Regions from separate parts of the Callithrix jacchus genome. Here region 2 is linked to region 1. Evidence: chromatin contacts called from public Hi-C data. All regions are on one chromosome and are shown on one strand. The core of a region is the stretch at or near the end of the contact, and the rest is flanking DNA. Distances in the headings are between cores, read along the strand shown. Region 1 overlaps SPRY4 (sprouty RTK signaling antagonist 4). Region 2 overlaps ARHGAP26 (Rho GTPase activating protein 26).

Region 1 (5,589 bases), core at 2,064-4,563:
CTGTAGCTGAGGCCAGACATGGGGATGGGAGCTTGGCCCACGATGACTCGGCTCTCTGGGGACTAAGCAGCATCTGATGGCTCCACTGGGCGTATTCGAAAATGCATTTTTCCTATCATAACCCTAATGTAGTAGGTTTCCTTTTGACCACCAGCTCAGCAAAAACCAAATCAGAGTTCCACTGCTGGCCTCACCCCACACCAGCAGGGACCCTCCACAGGAGGGCCCTCTAAGAGTCTCTGCTGAATTTGTCTGACAAAAAAATACAATTTTCTGAGCTGTCTATTGAATAACCCCTCAGCACAGCTAAATGATGTCTCCAAAAAATAAAAAGAAAGAAAGAAAAGAAAAGAAACAAGTCCAGGAGCTTGTAATCCCAACATTTTGGAGGTCAAGACAGGCGGATCACTTGAGGTCAGGAATTTGAAAGCAGCCTGACCAACAGAATAAAACCCCATCTCTACTAAAAATACAAAAATTAACTGGGCATGGTGGCAGGTGCCTGAACCCAGGAGGCAGAGGTTGCAGTGAGCCAAAATCACACCACTGCACTCTAGCCTGGGTGACAGAGCAAGACTGCTTCTCAAGGGAGGGAGGGAGGAAAGGAGAAAGAAAGAAAAGAAAGAACAGCCAGGCACAGTGGCTCACGCCTGTAATCCCAACACTTTGGAAGGCCGAGGTGGGTGGATCACCTGAGGTGAGCAGTTCAAGACTAGCCTGGCCAACATGGTGAAACCTCTTCTCTACTAAAAATACAAAAAGTAGCTGGGCATGGTGTCAGGCACCTATAATACCAGCTACTCAGGAGGCTGAGGCAGGAGAGTCGCTTGAACCCAGGAGGTGGAGGTTGAAGTGAGCTGAGATTGCGCCACTGCACTCCAGCTTGGGCAACAAGAGTGAAACTCCATCTCAAATTAAGAAAAAAAAAAAAAGAAAAAGAAAAAAACCAGCTCTAAGTTGATCTGGAAGATCAATCTCTACTCACTGAGAAACACCCACCCCTACTCTGAGCAACGCTGACAATCTTAAGTGCAGTTTAATATGTGCTCTCTGCTTCCCCTGCAAGGAAGGAAGAGATTTATAATATACATAGGAGAGAGGAGGCTTTGCCTCATTTAGGCAATTTGGAAGAGACTGATGGCCAATTTGGAAGACACTGGACAGAGAAACAAAGCCAGCACTCCATTTGGCCAAGGAAGCACCTCTATCAAGTTTAGGTGGTACTCATACAAACTGGCAGGAGGGAAGAGACTTTTACCTCCACTCAACCTTCTAATAATAGTAAATAATAATTATGGAAGCGGCTAATATTTATGAAACATTTCTTGGTACCAGGCAGGCTCCATGCTAAACCCTCAGTGATTTTATTTTCTCATTTAATCCTCTCCATACTTCCAAGACAGTACCCATTTTACAGAGAAAGAGATGGAAGCATAAAGGGTCATAGAGCTAGCAAGTGATCAGAGCAGGATTTGAACCAAGAGAACAGGCTGAAATACTAACCATTCAGCCCTGATTTACAATGACTTGCAAAAGCCCTCCATAACCTCTGAGAATTCACAGAAAGGCATGAAAGTGACATCACTTTCACAACCACGGACCCCTCCAGCCCTCACAGATCATCAGAACATACTGGGGTCTGCAGTGCAACCAACAGGGAAGAAAAGCCTGAACCCCACGTAGGGGAATTGTCAGTGTGGAGAGTCAAGGCTGCGGGGGGTTTCTAATCTCTCTCATTGAAGGCTCTGAGTTCAAGTTCTCTTCACTCCCAATTCAGTGTTCTGTGCCGTCACCCTGTTTTAAAAGTGGTTTCATTTTTTGTTTTTTTTATAGTTGAATGAATCTCACTTGTAGGAGTTTATTATAAAGCAGTCCCCAAAAGGTAACCCTGGGTTGGAAAGGAATCTCTATTCCTCCCCACCTACATTGATGGGGCTCCCTGGCCCAGGTCTGTGAGGAAGGGAGGGAGCCAGGGAACAGAGAGTCCTAGGATATGGGAATCAGTGGGATAAAAAACCCTGTATTTGCTGCTTGGTGGGTCTGGGAGGCCAGAGCCAGCCATTCTGACACTCCCTGCATTTGTACCTGTCGGGAGGGGCTGAGCATCAGGCTGCAGACCGCTCAATACAGGCTGGCTGAAAAGAGTCAGGAGGCACGTTAAATGTCCCCACAATTGAGCAGGATGCCTAATCCCACCCACCCTCACCCTCGCCTAGAGGTACCCCAGGGAGGTGAGTTGAGAAATATTGGGAAAACCTGACAGTTGTACTTTGCAAGCTACAGGTCAGCTAATGACAAACTGGCAAGAGGCTGTGAATGAATGGGTAGCTTGAGCACTGCCCCATTCAGTCTCAGCAGGTTCTTTCAGTGAAGGTTGTTTAACCCTTTAACAACTCAGAAGAAAGGTCTCTAGGCTGCCAGAGAGCCTGCCCACCGCTATTGCTTGGTTCTTTGTGACAATATCCCAGTTTAGCTAATTAAGCTACAAATAAATGATGACTTATTGCTTTAAAAGGACTTTAAAAAGAAGGAGAGGGAGGCGGAGGACGTGCCCCTTCCTATACCCTAGGAAGAAAGACACTCTGCTGAGAATGGCCCCAGTGGGAGAATAGAGAGCATTTGGGCAGCTGGATTTGTCTGCAAATCCTTCTTCCACCCCCATCTCCCTACCCTCAGCACCAGAACGAAGACGTTCACCTCTGGCCATAATCTGTTAGAGACCCCGAAAGAAAACAGTTGCTTTTCATCACTGCATCCCATCATCACTTATTGGTTCCCACCCCTCTTCTTCTCTTCCCTCTTTTACAACCAGTCAGCTGAGCTCCAAAGCTCCAGCACAGGAAGGGTGGGAATCTTGCTGGACTTCGGCTTTGGGCTATTTAATCAGCTTCAAATTTCTGCTTCACTGTATTACCCCCTTAATTGTCTGCTCAGATTCCCAGAAAGAAGGATTAGAAGCCAAGAGTCGGTAAAGAAGGAGTCAGAAGGAGCCTGTTAACCACTGGCATGGTTTGGGAACTACCGGCCAAGTCAAGATCTGGGTGGGACCAAAACCCTAAACCCCCCCAGGGCAGGGCTTCCTCCCACAGGCACTAAGATCTTATTTGTCTCCTTACCCTCCACCAAGAAATGAACTTACAATAATAGATTTTAGCTTACTCCTGGGACAGGAGCAGGAAATGACTTTCCCTTCCCCTAATCAGAAAAAGAAAGACCACTGACAAGGGAAACCACTCTTCTGCAAGTGGCCACCTGCCCCAAAGGGCTCCTTCCCTCCTCCTCTAGATCCAGCACATCTGTGCTCCCTCCCCTGTGCCCTTGCTTCCTTCACTGACTGGGGCCTGTCCTTGGAAAGAACAATCGTGATCACAGCTGAACTGTGGAGCCTCTTAAGCCCAGCCACATGTCCCGGATACATTCCCCAGCCTTGTCAGCTGTCCGGATCTGCAGGGTGGCCCCAAACCCCTGAGAGCCAAGAATACCCCGCCTCTTACATCATGCAACACCCCACACCTCCTGTGCAGGAAGGGGGCACCATTAAAACTAGGCCCTCCTCCTAGGAGCCCAGGAATCACAATGAGCCTGGCCCTCATCCTGGCTGCTCACTAGCAGCTCTGCTGGCCCCTGTCCCCTTGGGAGGAGTTTATTTTCTCTACTATACAGATGGGGAAACTAAGGCCATGCTTAGCAGGTTTGCCTAATCATTCATCTGCTCTCTCCTGGCCCCTGGCTTGGTCTGGAAGGAGCAATACAGCTTTCCGTATGTTGTTCATTCACCTTCCTCTGGCTCTTTTGAAAGAGCAAAAATGTATTCTAATGAGTCACTGCTTTCTCCCCTCAGGGAGATATAGGTTGGCCACGAGATAGAACCTTCTCTGCTTCAGCCATTTTTCCCTTCCTCAAAAACTCGGTCGTGTCTACATACAAAACCCCAAATTTTCAACTTTATCTCCAAATTCAGAGGCCTGGGAGAGAATTCTTAGAAGGCTGTCATCACAAGGGAACTGCCACCTAAGTAGAGGCCAGATGACAGACACTTTGGATTTACTTTGGATTTAGAGCCAAATTGAACACTATGATTCTCCAAGAAACACTGGACTTTTCTGAATAAAGAGGGAGGGCTCCTTCCTAGGCCTCCTTGGCACTAACACCCAGGCCCTAATTAACAGGATAGCCCAAGGATAGAAAAACACTGTGGGGACCCAGATCTGGGAGTTAGAAGATGTCACACCTCAAGACTTTCAGAACTGGAAACTGGAATCCCCACATATGGTCCCAAAGTATTAAATCCCAGAGCAACACAGCTCAAAGGTCACTTCTGGAGGTATTACTGGGTTTTATTCCTCTCTTAATTTTTAAATCACTGATTTTTCCAATTTTGCACTGAAAGGCCACTTTCATTTATTATTCTTGAATGTCAGCCAAACCTCTGGGCACAGGTTTATCAAAGTCGGGAGCGTCATGGGTGTGAACTGGGCAGGACAGATTTCCAAAGAGCTACATCTCTCCTCCAATTCTGGGAGGATGCAGATAAAAATGGCATCCGAAGCTGGGTGCGGTGGCTCATGCCTGTAATCCCAGCACTTTGGGAGGCTGAGGCGGGTGGATCGTGAAGTCAGGAGTTCGAGACCAGCCTGACCAATATGGTGAAACCCTGTCTCAAAAAAAAAAAGCATCAGAGGCCGGGAGGGGTGGCTCATGCCTGTAAACCCAGCACTTTGGGAGGCCGAGGTGGGCGGATCACGATGTCAGGAGTTCGAGATCAGCCTGGACAACATGGTGAAACCCAGTCTCTACTAAAAATACAAAAAGTAGCTGGGCTTGGTGGCACACACCTGTAATTCCAGCTACTCGGGAGGCTGAGGCAGGAGAATCATTTGACCCTGGGGGTGGAGGTTACAGTGAGCCAAGATTGCGCCACTGCACTCCAGCCTGGGTGACAGAGCAAGACTCTGTCTCGAAAAAATAAATAACAATTACATCTGTAAGCTCCAAATTTCCACCTGTCCACAGCCTATGCCCTGGTATGTGCTCTGTCTTCTCCCATCAGCCCTAACTAAAGCTTTATAGTAAGATGAGGCCATTTCAGAGAGTGATCTGGAAAAGGTCGTGGGACTGGATAGGAGGGCCAAGGGCAAGAGGCCATTTACACTCCACCAAAAGGGAGTGACTCCCATAACCAACAGATGCCTTTAAAGTCTCCTCACTGTAGGTGACCAATATTTCTCCTTTGAGATTTCAGAAATCTGCTACTAAAATCCCCACCCTACACCCTTACTGGCCACACAGCTCGATTGGTAAGTGTGTGCACTGTTCACCATATCAGGATTTGTCTGGAGCCTGGTGGCGCATGAGGACCCTCCCAAGGGATAGGAAAGAGGAAATGTGATGTCACACTGGACATCTTCACTAGTTCTTTCCCACCCTTCTGGGAGACAGAAAGGGAGAGATAAAGAGAAATCTTTAACCTCAGACCTACCTTTCTTAATCCTCCCGACATCCTCACTTAAAAAAAAAAAAAGGCTGAAAATTTCAGAGACGTTTATGCTCCATTTGTGTGAAGATCTGGAGATCTCTAAACATTGTGAA
Region 2 (5,196 bases), core at 2,305-4,804, 230 kb after region 1:
ATATCCAGCAAGCTGCTTAGATAAATGCTTAAAACAAGATGAAAATCTTTGTCCTGAATCCGTATATCTGTGTACTCTTTTTGCATCGGCTTTGCTGATATTTTCATGCCCCCTTGACTCCTGGCTGCTATTTTAGAAGAAAAATTCTTTGTCTCAAAGGAGGGATAGGGGAGTCAGGGCATTTCCTCTGCACTGGTGAAAGGGCTGCCTGGGAGCCTGAGCCTCAGCCTCACTTCAGGTGGCAGAGGCCCTGCCCTGGTCTTTCTTGGAGAGGCTGTCTTAGAAGTAGGTAGCACCCTCTCCTGGGCTAAATGCAGACGTTCTCCATTTGTCCTAAAGTCATCTGGGATAATAATGGGCATCTCCTTTTCTCTGGCAAGCTCTGCCCCATCACTGCCCTCTCCTGGCCCCTTCTGTTTTTTTATTTGAATGCTGTACTGGACCATTTGTACATGCAAGAGTCAGATGGGAGATTCTAAGTAAGATTGGTAATGGAGCAGGAACTTATTTGAGTACTTACTGTGTGCAGGGTAGGGATGTGAATATAAAATGAAATAAAAGCTTAGAGTCAGTATAGATAGAGAATATGAAGAATGAATGACTAAATGTTTATAAAATACTATTTAAACAATTCCCAACGTGCTGGAGGAACTCTGCATATGGCAGAAATCATATAGCGGTGATGTTTGCTACCTGGCAGTCTCCCCATGAAATGGCAGACGCTGGGAAAGGAGTTCTCCAAAGGAGGAGGGTAGAGCCTCAGCTCAAGAAGTCTCTGGAAAGAGATATACTGGAAGTTTCTTTTATTGAAGAATTTACAGAAAACTGCAAAATTAAAACCTTTAGGACTCCTACCACCACTTTCTATTCTCTCTGTCTTGTCTTCACCAGTCATTTGTTTTTCTCAGTGGCATTTGCAGAAAATGAAGACATTTTAGTGGTGCCTTCTTTCTACTCAGTATTCTGGTTTCTGCTTCATCTGAACATTTACTCTAATACTTTACTGAAGTCTATCTACATGCTACATACTAATGACCATGGCCATTGTTCATTTTATCTCATAAGTCAAAGATTGTGTCCGTTTTGCTTGTTCAGTTTTCAGTGCAACAATAATGAAAAATAATGGTAATAGCTGTCACTTGGTGAGTTTTTACCTGAAGCCAAGCACATCATAATGGCCATTCTTTCATCTGATGCTCACAGTTACCTGATGGAATAAGAAATTTCTTATCCCAGGTTTTACAGATGAGAAAATTAAGGTTCAAAGCTATTAAGTAACTTGCCCAAATTATAGAGATGGGATCTGAGCTTGGAAGTCTAGCTCTAAAGACCTTGTTCCTGTCCACTGTGGATATTGTTCTGCTTAGCATTCACAAGTAATAGATGAGCATTCAGTAATTCAGTGACTAAGGAAATAATTATGTTACCACATATAGTTCATTGCTTAAAAATTAATGTAATTTGGGACATCACAGAATTGAGCTAGGAGGGAAGTATAGCATTTACAGTGACTTTGGAGTAGTTTTTTTTTTTTTTTGAGATGGAGTCTCGCTCTGTTACCCAGGCTGGAGTGCAGTAGTGCAGTCTCATCTCACTGCAACCTCCACTTCCTGTGTTCAAGCAATTCTCTGCCTCAGCCTCCTGAGCTGGCTAATTTTTGTATTTTAATAGAGACAGGTTTCACCAACTTGGCCAGGCTGGTCTTGAACTCCTGACCTCGTGATCCACTTGCCTCTGCCTCCCAAGGTGCTGGGATTACAGGTGTGAGCCACCACGCCTGGCCTGGAGCAGTTTGTTAATAGAAGAGGTGTTGAGGGCAGGGTTGGCCGACCCCTAACACAGAACACCATCTCCAGGGTCACAGCCAAGACTTACTGAATACTTACTGTGTTCCAGGCAGTGGGCTCAAAGCCCAGCATGTTGTTCTATTTAATCGTCATGACAACCTCACCTTACAGAGGAGGCTCAGAAAGGTGAAGCAACTTGCCCGAGGTCCCCCAGCTAGTGGTTGGCGGAGTCAGGACATTTCACTGCTCTGCTAGACTCCTCTCAGATGCCCCTGGGGGCACTTCAGATTGTCTTATAGGCCCCAGCCTCCTGAAGGATGCCCTCTGAATGTGGAGGGGGTTAGAGAGAGGGTCAGGGTTTACTAGGAGTCTTCTAAAGGTGTGGGCTGGGAAATGCTCCTGGTCTGGAGGATTTGAGGGAGTATGTCTACCCCAGGAAAATCCAAACGGGCTTAAAAGAATCATGTCAAGGACCAGGATAAGACTGCAAATATGCTTGGAATCTAAGCCTGTAAAACCTGTAAATGTGCCCTCTAGTTATTTATTTATTTTTTGAGACAAGGTCTCACTCTGTCACCCAAGCTGGAGTGCAGCAGGGCAATCCTGGCTCACTGAAGTCTCAACTTCCCAGGTTCAAGTAATCTCACTTCAGCCTCCCAAATAGCTGGGACTACAGCCATTATGCCCAGCTATCGTTGTTGTTTTGTAGAGAGAGGGTCTTGCTATGTTGCCTAGCAAGTTGGTCTCGAACTCCTGGACTCAAGCAATCCTCCCACCTTAACCTTCCAAAGTGCTTGGGATCACACGCATGAACCACCACCACAGGCATAAGGCTTTTAGGTATCTTTAGAAGTAGGAATGTGTCTAATAATTTTATAGTACCTAATTTTGCTGGATACCTAATAGGTACAAAGGAACAAGTAAATGAATGAATGAAAAGGAGAGGGCAGCCTCTGTGTGGGTAGGAGTCTGCTTAGGAACCCATTCCTCCAGATACATGTATAAAGTAATGGTTCTGGTTGCTCTCATGAAAATGTTTGTGAAATATGTTTTCATGTTGGATTTGAGTATGGGGCTCTGGAGACAGTGCCTGGGTCAAAATTCTTGCTCTGCCACCCCTAGTGATTGTCTGTGGCAAGTCAGTGAACCTCTCCAGGCCTCTTGCAGTGAGTCGCAGGTGAAGCACCTGGCTAGTGGAAGCGCTTAGTAAATCCCAGCTATGCTAATCACAGTACCAAAGCCCAGTCCAGCTGGAGACAGTGCATCCGCCAAGGTTTACAAAGGCATCAGGGAATTGTTTCCCTCAGCATGTGAGCGTAAAAGTCTCAGTCCCGGGTTGAACCCAAATGTGCAGGAACAAACACCTGGCCCCAAATATAATTTCCTCCCGCAGCTCATTGCAGCCCGAGGAAATCACCGGGGGAGGACTCTGGAGTGCGGTGCGGCAGCCCCATAATTTCCAGGGCCCTTCTCCTACACTGACACGTAATTGTCAGATTGTTTTATGAGAGCAGCTTCCTGCCCCCTTCCTGCCTGGCTTCCAAATGTGCTCATTCCCGAGGAAACCTCACCTCTCCTTCTCGCCCTTAATCGCTCCTTTCCTGCCCGCCCCGGCCCCCAGGCTGGGCGATTTCCTAAATTACTCGGAATTGGCTTCCAGCACCGGCGCCCCGGGTGGGCTCCTGGAGCGCCCCGGTCTGTGACCCGGAGGTCAGAGATGCCTCCGTCCTGTTTGATGTCTAGCCCTGGGGGCCTTCCCTCGCCACCCCCTTTCCCCTTCCCTCCGGAGCCGATTTGGCTCCTAAAGTCAGGGAGCGATTATTCCCTGATCTGTGTCTCTCCCTCCTGGGCTGGAGAGCGGGAGCCCTGCCTGGATCCTCCCCCCACTCCCCTTCCCCACCCAAATGGGGCAATTCCAAATATTCCATCCTGAAGGAACTCCTTTCCTTTGAGCATTTGCCTCGCTCTCCAAAAGCCAGCTCTTAGGAGGAAGTGATAAGTCTTAACGTTTTTAGCTTAATTTTCCCCATTTGAGGAATTTCCGAGGAAGCAGCATGGGGCTTTTTATATCTTAACTGTGTATTTTTTTATTACTAAAGAAATACGCAATCACGGTAAAAATTTCAAACAGAATGGGTTCCAGACGGAACCACAGTTAACAGTATTTTGAGTATCCTTTCAGGAATGTTCTATGCATATACAAGCGTATAAAAGTATATCTTTTTTTGGTTGGTTTTACACAAATGGGAACATATTGGCCATCTTGTTCCACAACTTGCTATTTTTTATTTAGCACATTTCGGGTATTTTCCATGTAAATAAATCTAGCTTTACTCATTAAAAAAATTGTTACATAGGGAGGCTGAGGCAGGAGAATAGCTTGAACCCGAGAGGTAGAGGTTGCAGTGAGCTGAGATCGTACCACTGCACTCCAGCCTGGACAAGAAAAATGAAACTCAGTCTCAAAAAAAAAAAGTTCATGCCAGTGTAAACTCCAATAAAAGTGCATGAGAATACCTGGTTGTACACACCATCACAAATACACATACAATCAAACTTTTAAACTTTTAACAGTCCTAAAATAAATTTTGTTATTATTTAACTATTTCTGCGAGGCACTGTGGCTCATGCCTGTCATCCCAGCACTTTGAGAGGCAGAGGCTGGCAGATCACAAGGTTAGGAGATCGAGACCATCCTGGCCAAGAGGGTGAAACCCCATCTCTACTAAAAATACAAAAAATTAGCTGGGCACATGCCTATAGTCCCAGCTACTCTGGATGCTGAGGCAGGAGAATTGCTTGAATCGGGAGGCAGAGGTTGCAGTGAGCCGAGATAGTGCCATTGCACTCCAGCCTGGTGACAGAGCAAGGCTCGGTCTCAAAACAAAAACAAAAACAAAACCACGTGCACACACACACACACACACACACACACACACATATATATATATATATGCACACATGTAAGTTTCCTTAAGAGTGGACTTCCAACCTTATTCCCAAATAATGACTATTTTCTGTGATTCTTGGGTCATGAAAATTTGACCATTTTTCTATTATATTATTTATGTGCATCTTATTGATTTGAAGATCTCTTCATCTAAGTGGGAAAATAATGCTTTTCTATCATAGATTTTGTCAGTAGTTCCCAACTTTATCATTTGTCATTTAGGTTTATGATATATTTTTCCCATATAATATTTAAAAAATTATTTTAATAGTGAATATATCAATTCTTTCCTTTTCTGTGTCCGGGCATATTTAGAAACCCTTCCATAGGCTAAGTGTGGTAGTTCATGCACCTGTAATCACAGCACTTTGGGAGGTTGAAGTGGGAGGATTGCTTAAGCCTAGGAATTTGAGGCTGTGGTGAGCTGTGATTGTGCCATTGCACTCCAGCCTGGGCAAC

The links. Hi-C and Micro-C count contacts between places; a contact is called where the count stands out from the background.
Region 2: a contact with region 1 is called in a Hi-C map of induced pluripotent stem cells, with 3 times the contacts expected there. The contact joins two enhancer-like sites. A contact is called at or near these places in 2 of 3 Hi-C or Micro-C datasets (induced pluripotent stem cells and skeletal muscle).

Annotation. Positions count from the first base shown.
Region 1 is chr2:40,755,843-40,761,431 of calJac240_pri, forward strand. The region is part of intron 2 of SPRY4 (sprouty RTK signaling antagonist 4); the gene reads right to left. Among named protein-coding and RNA genes, the nearest start is that of SPRY4, 4.7 kb to the right of the region's middle. Within about 2 kb of position 3,314, at least 4 of the 16 cell types and tissues checked have an H3K27ac peak or open chromatin away from gene starts, as enhancers often do.
Region 2 is chr2:40,986,582-40,991,777 of calJac240_pri, forward strand. The region is part of intron 2 of ARHGAP26 (Rho GTPase activating protein 26); the gene reads left to right. Among named protein-coding and RNA genes, the nearest start is that of FGF1, 150 kb to the right of the region's middle. Within about 2 kb of position 3,555, at least 3 of the 16 cell types and tissues checked have an H3K27ac peak or open chromatin away from gene starts, as enhancers often do.